Regions from separate parts of the Mus musculus genome. Here region 2 is linked to region 1. A link is a contact called in public Hi-C data. All regions are on one chromosome and are shown on one strand. The core of a region is the stretch at or near the end of the contact, and the rest is flanking DNA. Distances in the headings are between cores, read along the strand shown. Region 1 overlaps R3hcc1l (R3H domain and coiled-coil containing 1 like). Region 2 has its middle 41 kb from the start of Gm25216.

The links. A called contact is a pair of places that touch in the nucleus more often than the background predicts.
Region 2: a Hi-C map of liver shows a contact between it and region 1, with 2.6 times the contacts expected there. The contact joins two enhancer-like sites. A contact is called at or near these places in 2 of 15 datasets of contacts at CTCF or cohesin (the NIH/3T3 cell line and embryonic stem cells), 34 of 484 Hi-C or Micro-C datasets (the AML12 cell line, B cells, the HL-1 cell line and 11 more), 4 of 115 datasets of contacts at active chromatin or transcription factors (embryonic fibroblasts, embryonic stem cells, fibro-adipogenic progenitors and 1 more) and 1 of 9 other capture datasets (adipose tissue).

The regions. Positions count from the first base shown.
Region 1 is chr19:42,528,531-42,532,423 of GRCm38.p6, reverse strand. The region is part of intron 1 of R3hcc1l (R3H domain and coiled-coil containing 1 like); the gene reads right to left. Among named protein-coding and RNA genes, the nearest start is that of R3hcc1l, 12 kb to the right of the region's middle. Within about 2 kb of position 2,298, at least 12 of the 459 cell types and tissues checked have an H3K27ac peak or open chromatin away from gene starts, as enhancers often do. A contact at or near this core is called in adipose tissue, fibro-adipogenic progenitors and liver, where this site is marked.
Region 2 is chr19:42,657,118-42,661,531 of GRCm38.p6, reverse strand. No RefSeq gene overlaps it. Among named protein-coding and RNA genes, the nearest start is that of Gm25216, 41 kb to the left of the region's middle. Within about 2 kb of position 1,576, at least 99 of the 459 cell types and tissues checked have an H3K27ac peak or open chromatin away from gene starts, as enhancers often do. A contact at or near this core is called in adipose tissue, fibro-adipogenic progenitors and liver, where this site is marked.

The sequences.
Region 1 (3,893 bases), core at 1,049-3,548:
AATTCCCAGAACCCAGAAAGTTGTGCCTAGTGCCAACAGAGACCAGAAGAGGGTGCTGGATCCCTGGAATTGAAGTTACAGAGTTATAAACCACCATGTAGTTGCTGGGAATTGAACTTGGGTCCTCTGTAAGAGCAGCCAGTGCTCTTAACTGCTAGGCCATCTCTCCAGCTCCCTGAGCCTTAAAGTTCTGATGACATGACAAAATACAATAATGACACCTATGAAAGGAATCAGTCCCACCCCCACAAAGCCTATTTTTATTTTTTGTCTCCCTGCTTACAACAGAACTTAACTACTAGAACAACTTTCATTCAAACTGCCCACAAAGCCTAGGAGTTGCTCTGTTCTGCCCTCATTTCTTACCCTCCCATCTCCTCTTTAGCTTACATATAACCATTTATTCTCTTGTCCACCTTCCCTGATGACTGCTCAACAATTCAGAGCCTGTCACAGATTGTCAGTACTGCATTTGGGGACTTCAGAAGTACTCTTGTGGGACAGAACAGTGTGTTAGTACAGCATTTTCCCGGACACAATGTCACTCTTTATAGCCAGGAGTAAATTAGTTTCTTCTTAAAAAAAAAAAATTACACCTAATAAGACGGGTACAAGGAGATTTTAAATAACCAATTTTCAAACATCCTTTGGTTTGCTCTAAGATCTAAGCTGTCTCTGTCGTGTGCATGTATCTATTCACTAAGCCACACATGTCTAGAAATACCTGAAAAGCAGCTTTCTGATGCCAACAAAAGCAAAACCTCCGTCAAGGGGGAGGGGGCTTTTTTATCTTTTTTCCCTGTGTCTATGGCTCCTCATCTTTCCTCCGTCAAGGGGGAGGGGGCTTTTTTATCTTTTTTCCCTGTGTCTATGGCTCCTCATCTTTGTATTCTATTTGAGCCCACTTTGTTTAAATTCAGGTCTTGACATCAGCATTTATTTCTGATTATGTCTCACTGTGCAAAAACCATTTAAAGGAAACTTCTGAGATGTGTATTGTAGTGCACACCTGTAATTGCAGCTGTTAGAAGATTGAGGCTGGACAATCAAAAGGCCAGTCTGGGCTACAAAGACAGTTCCAGGCATGCTTGAGCTACATAGAGACACACAGGGAAAAAAAAAAAAAAAGGGAAGGAAGAAAGGAAGGAAGGAAAAAGAAAAGAAAAGAAAAGAAAAGAAAGGAAAAGAAAAGAAAAACCCTATCAGTATCATGTTGTTACAGTTCCATCCACGTTCTGTCGTGTGCTTCAGCAACATAAGTAAATTATCCTCTGACAGTTGCTGTGACCAACCCTGATTCCCACTAAAGCTCTACCCTACATATCAGCTTCCAAATTGTTCCTGGCTATAAGAGAAGCTGACAAGACCATCAGGAAGTGAGAGGGAAACCCTCACAAAATAGCAGTTCATATCAATATATACTAGTCTTCTCTGAAAAAAAGGTTAATTGAAAATAAGTACCTAAAAGGTAATATTAAAATTAAAATTAGATGCCTAATTATTTTCATCTCCAAGTTCTTTAATAACATTATCCATTATACTTTACTGAGGATTTAAATGGCCATCTATTCTTCTTGAGTGAGTTAATTAAGCCCCTATAATAACACTGCATCTTTGCTGTTCTCTATATGAATTATAGCAAAGCTAAAGCTTGATAAGTGTACTAACTCTCAGTTGTTACCTCAGAAAAAGACCCAGTCAAGAAAAGCTGATAATCCAACTCTGAAAACTATGCCCACACTCCACAACACTACCAACACTGTAAGCAGAAAAAAAAAGGGCCTAAGTCTTTTAAGAAACTTATTTCATCTCCTGAGTTACCGTTATACCACAAATAAGTAATCATATATGGAATAAGTCTATAAAGTATGCTCATATATTAAGCAACTTACCACTTTTATTTTTTAAATTAAAAAACAGTACAAAACAAAACAAAAATTCTCCAAGCCGTGGTACCTTTAGTCCCAGCACTCCAGAGGCAGAGGCAGTCAGATCTGTGAGTTCGAGGCCAGTCTGGTCTACAGAGCAAGTTCTAGGAGAGTCAGAGCTAGCTGCACAGAGAAACCCTGTCTCAAAAAAAAAAAAAAAACAAAACCCTAGATAAGCAGGCAGGCAGGCAGGCAAACAGATAAAAATAAAACCTAGTAATAAAGTTTAACAAATGAAATTATGTAATAGGGAAATGTTTTTTAAATTTCAGAACTGGAGCCAGGAAAATGTCTCGGTCAATAAAGTCCTTAGCACACAAACACGAGGACCTGAGGCCAGCCAGGCGCATGGCTGGGAAGGCAGACAGAGGAGGATCCTAGAGCTCACTGGCCGGCCGGCCGGCCTCGCCACATCAGTGAGTTCCGAGTTACTGCATCTCAGAAGATCAGCAAATAGAGAGCAAATAGAGAAGACACAACTGACTCCTGCCCTCTGCATGCTGTATACACAAACCTATGTACCCTTGCTTCACATACACACACACACACACACACACAGAGATACACACACACACACACACACACACACACACACACATATCCAAAAATAAATGATAAAATTTTCAAATGTAATAAGGTGGCATGTGAAAAGCTGTGAGGGGAAAACTGATCTTTTTAAAGAAAATATATTCAGTCAGGTCTGCAAAAAAGGATTATTAGGTCCACACAATATTTGTAACAACAACAAAGTATCACTTGGAGCATGGATCCAAATTAAAAACTAAAATCATACAGATGCTTCAAACAAAATGTAAGTAAATTCCTTTCCACTATGTAAGAAAAGATTTTCCTATTTCAAAACAAGATTCAAATGAAACAAACGACTAAGAAACTGGACTACACAAAAGCCTGAACACTGACACCAAACACTTCAAATAACAGACAAACGAACTAGAAGAAAACAGGGAAGCAGAGCATGGTGGCTCACTGACTTCCATGAGTTCCAAGACTGCCTGGGCTAGAGTGCAACCTTGTCTCCCACCCACCGCCCCTACCCCAGGAGAAAACAAACCTGCCAAAAAGCTAAACTATATTGAGACCTCAGCTAGACAAAGTTTTAGGAATACAACAAAATCCTCTAAGGGAGAGCAGGAGGAGAAACTAACACATTTCCAGGGAGAACTGAAATGTGTACAGTGCCTTCAGAAAGGAAGTTTGCAATGTCTAAGAAAACTATATGGAATCTGGTCACCTCTCAATTGTGGAATCAAAAGAATGCTCCCAACTCCGTTACACTTACTATTTCCTACTTGATTTATAATAAAGATGGATGGCTTCTGAGACTTTTTCCAATTAACCTACTAACTCAAAAATCAAGGGAGGCACATTTTTCCTCTTCTACAGTAGCGCTCCTTCTGCAAGCCACCATATTGTTACTAATACTTTTCCTTTCACTTACGTGTAGTGGTATCTCACATAAGAATATTCTAGTCTTGTGTCTACATACATAAATGTGTGTGGTATATACATGTTCACAGTTATGCAATTGGACATCATGCTCACATCTACATGTAGAAGTCAGAGATCAACATTTGGTGTCATTCTCAGTCACTCTTCTTTTGAAATAGGGTCTCTCACTGATCCAGAATCTCACCAATACGCTGAGGCTAGTTGGTCAGAAAGATCTAGCTGACCCCCAATTCCAGGAATGGAATTACAGGCACATGCCACCATGTTGGCTTCTTATATGGGTACTGGGGGTCCAAACTCAGATCCTCACTTTACAGGTCTGAGCAATCCTATCAAGTCCCAGAATATCTAATCTAATAAGTAAATTCAGTCTGTGGGAAAAGTGGGCAGAATGTATAAAACATATGTAATTTTGCTTCTTCCCCCCAAATCCTACTAAAATAGTAACAGACATAAGACCCAAATCTACAAAGAAAGAGAATAGCAAGAAGGAAA
Region 2 (4,414 bases), core at 327-2,826, 130 kb before region 1:
TGTTTTGGAAGATGGTGGAAACACTTCAGGTGGAGTCTTGATAGAGGAAGTATTAGGGGCTGCCGTGAGCCTTACATTTTTGATAGCCTTGCCCTCACTTCCTGTCAGCTGCTTCCTGGCGGGTGGTGTAATGGGACCAGCTGCCTTCCCCACCGCACTGGGTCTGTATCCTTACAACTGTGAGCCAAAGTAATTTCTTTCTCCCTTAGGTTGCCTCTTGACAGGTTTTTGGTCAGAGTAACACAAAAAGTTAAATATTTCCTCTTCTTACACCTTGCCCTTGGGCCTGGATGCAGAGGAAAAGGTAGATATAGAACTCGGCTTCCCATAGTATGAGTAGGGAGGGCTTATTGCTTCTTCTACAGCGGTGGTTCTCAACCTGTGGGTCTCAGTCCCCTCAGGATCAATGGACTGTTTCACGGGGGTCACCTAAGACCACCAGAAAACATAGATATTTACGTTGCAATTCGTCACGGTAGTAAAATTACAGTTATGAAGTAGCAACAGAAATAATTTTATGGTTGGGGGGGGTCACCACAACACGAGGAACCATATTAAAGGGCCACATCTTCCATCTTCAGCCCTCTGAGACCTAAAATACAGCATAATGTACATCAGGTATGTCCAGAGCCAGCCACTGTGAGTTTAGGCCTCACCTCTGATGCTTGTCAGTATATAACGTCATACATTCTTCTCTGTACCTCAGTTTCCTAACTATGAAATGAGATATTTGGTTGTTCCCCTCATAGCTTCTGGGAGGACAAAGTGAGTTCGATAATTGTCCTTTCCAAGCCTCTGTGCCCCTACTCTATGATACCCCAAGCGAGGGGACAGCGGCCTCCAAGCCAGAGAGAGAAGGCCACTTCTCCTCCCCACATCTTTCTCTGGAGCACCTGGCAGAAAAGATCCTAAGGAGAAACTGGGAGACCCTAGCGCGCCAACAGGCCCTCGGAGGGAGGCCATTTCTGAAGCAGAGATGAAGTGACTGGGGCCGGGCCTCTGTAGATCAGACCTAAGCAGAGATGCCAGCTCCACCCCAGAAATCCTGGAAGCCAGTTCCACCTCTCTGGGGCTCAGTTTCCCAACATAACATGAGGAGCACCCTTGGACTCCCCCCTCATGGCGTTACTGGGACATTTAAATGCATGTGACTCAGGACAGACTAGAAACAGTGACTACTTGGTAAGGTATGCAGAGATTCCCACAGATTCTTGATGACCCAATCTGAAGGCTAAGCTCAGGGGGGGGGGGGGCATGTCTCACAGAAGAGCTGGTGGCTCAGAAAGCCTGGTGACAGGCCTGAAGCCAGTCCAGGACCATGGGACATCAAAGAACACTGCCAGGCTATTTTCCAACCTAGAAACAAATGTCACCACGCCCATGTAGGCATTTCCGTCTTACCACAGCACTGGCAAGCTAAGTGGCCTCCAAGCACTGACTCTGCTGGGTAAACAGCCCTGGCTACGTGTCACTTTGGAGAAGAGCTATGGCCACGAGGTCCAGGCTTGGAAGCTGGGTCCTGTCAACAGATTCCCCTCTTCAGCCCGCACATGGATGTTCGGACAAAGTCTGGCTCTTGGCAGGGTGAGCTCAGCACAGAGGCAAGCAGAGTCCTGTGCACCACGCTGCCAAGCCGGCCCAGAGGCAAAGGGCCCGAATCTGTTGTTTTCCAGTGTGTTCCTCTGATTACAATTCAGGCTGCATCAGTCTCCTGCTGGAACCCGCTCCTGCATGTGTTCCGAAAGCCACGCGGCACTCACGTGCCTGAACACTTGTTTGCTGACCCGAGGGATCCCTCTAGCTCAAAGGCTGAGAGGTTTGAGTAATCCCCCAATTTGGAAGGACACCCGTTTTAAGCTAGATCCTAGCTGGAGCTAACATCTTTTCTGACCAAGAGAGCAAAGAGAAGCTTCTGTAGTCCTCGCAGCAGAGCCCCATGGTCTGTTGAACAAAGAAAGGGGCGTGTCCTTCGGCTTTGACAGCCCAGGCCCCCACCGTGGAGCTGCCTGCAGGCCGATGGGGCTCCCCTAGACTATTCCAAAGATGTTTGCAAACATTCCCCAGGGGCAAGAGGGCAGTAGAGGAGGGACCATTGCAAAATTCAGAAAAGTCTGGACTGAAAAAAGTTGAGCCAGTATTCTTCTTAGAACCTTTAAAAATAATGTCAGTGAGCTCTAAGAGAAGTTTCTGGAAGCCCTGCCTCTCAGTTATGCTTGACAACTTCTACCTCAGTAGTGTGAGGTTGCCAGGACTACCTACTGGCCTTCCCCACCCCACACATACATGGCTCTAAGAAGGTATCGATAAAAACTCGTCGAACTTTATTTAATGCTAAAATTCCTTTCATGGATATTTGTCGGCAGCTTAGAAGAACTTTATCCTTGACATTCAAGAAGCACATTTTAATGTCCCCAAGGGTCCCTCATGTCTAGGGACAGTTTCTACCTTTGGCTCAATTAATTGTGGCTTAAATTCCAGCCCAAGCTGTCACTGGCTTCATTTTTGTTTTGCTTTGTTTCATTTATTATTGACGTGGGCACAGGGATGCACTCCCATAGCACACATGTGGAGGCCTCGGGGCAGCTGGGAGAGTCTGCCTTTTCTCCTATTACCTTTATCTGGGTTGCAGGGATCCAAGGTAGCCAGCCAGCCTTGCACAGAAAGCACCCATGCTGAGCCGTGTTGCTGGCTCCTGAGAAATGTTCCCTGTGATCTTCATACTAACAGGTCAGAGAAAAGCCACCAGTCACACTCAGCCCAAGACCTTGGTTCTCCTTCCTGGATGTGTGGCCCTGGACACATCCCAGACTCTGTGCCTCCTCTGGATCCTGGATTCTGTTATCTGCTAGGCTCACATGGAGGATTTAAGGAGGGAGCGTGTTAGACACACAGTAGGGGCTTGTTAGACACACAGTAGGGGCTTCCTCAGCATCAATCCCTTTCCTTGATACATTGTTACGCTTCTGAAACACTGGGCAAGTAACAGAGACAAGTTGAACCTAAAAGCCTGGAGAATGTAGAAAATAAAAGAAACTAGAAAGCTTTACCAACCTATCATTGTGAACGCCAAGGAAGATTCCAGAACATTGGCTCCATTGGCTGGAGGTAAGCATCTCCTACAGTGCTGGCCCAGTGTAGAGAGGCCTCTCCTTAAGGTGTTTGCACTGAGTCAAAACCACAGCGTGTCTCTTACTTACCCTGAGGTTTCAGCAAATAACTCCCAGTCCTCATACCTAAGTCCCGCTCTGGTCTCAGCACGAGGCTCTGACTGCAGACCAAGGCTCTGGCTGGCAAAAACGGGTGGATGCTGGAGGAATCCGATGAAGAAGACCTGTATCAGCCACCTGATAGATGTGGGATTTGGGCCTCAGTTTCCTTGTCTGTGAAATGAGACATTCTTGAGAATGTCAGACAGAGCAAGGGAACTGCAGAAGGTGGCAGAGCTCTACAGATCACTTACCAGCCTGCCATTCAGAGAGAGCTGACAGTGTCATTTCTTGGCAGAAGCCCAGGGATGTGCCTGAACATCTGATATGTCACGTTGACTCCTTGTGGGAGGGGCTCATATTTTCAGAGTCTGCAGCTTGACTGCCTGTGACGGGCAGAGTGAATGAAGCACTGCTTTCTGTGTGGAGTTGCTGTTGCTCCTACAGCTGTGCTCAACCTGGGAGCACAAAAGGCAAAGGGAGGGAGGGCTTGGGAAGGGTCTGCAAGAGCCCGCAGCTGAGCCCTGCCCCAGATCTGCAGTCTTCAGCCACGACTTAGAATACAGGGAACCAATCTGGCTTGCTCAAACCGGTTGCCCCATGTATTTAGAAACACAACTCATTTTGCTCTCCGAAGTGCCTCAGTTTGAATAGTAGTTCACTTGTGTGTCTCTTCTATGCACCCCACCCAGAGGGAGACACAAACCTGAACAAGAGCTGACAGGGACCTAGGAGCACCTAGCAGGCCCTTCTTGCACTGTGGGCAGCATGATTCTGGCAAGGAGTGTGTGACCTTGGGCCCTACATCCATCATTCCCAGGCCCCGGGAGGTGATCAGTAAGAGAGGTTATGGGACAGATCCTGGAGCCTCTCTGGATCCTGATACACTGCCTGCCTTGTTGAGGATTGGCCAGTGGTCCTCTCCTATTGCATGACATGAAGCAGGCACAAAGAGCCACTACACACAAAATGGAGGGTGTATGTCACCAACAGATCATGTGAAAGGGGTACATGCTGGCCAAGAAAACCTGGGAGATTTAGATAAGAAGTCTACCAGTTAGATGCCAGGCACCAGGTAAGCTCTCACAGCAACCCCACAGGGCCTTGGTCACTCTACATAATAAAGTTTTTCTCTAATTCTGCTCATTCAGTCTTAGCATCCCTCAAGGGATAGCTAGAACGTGACCACCTACCTGGAGATTCGGCTC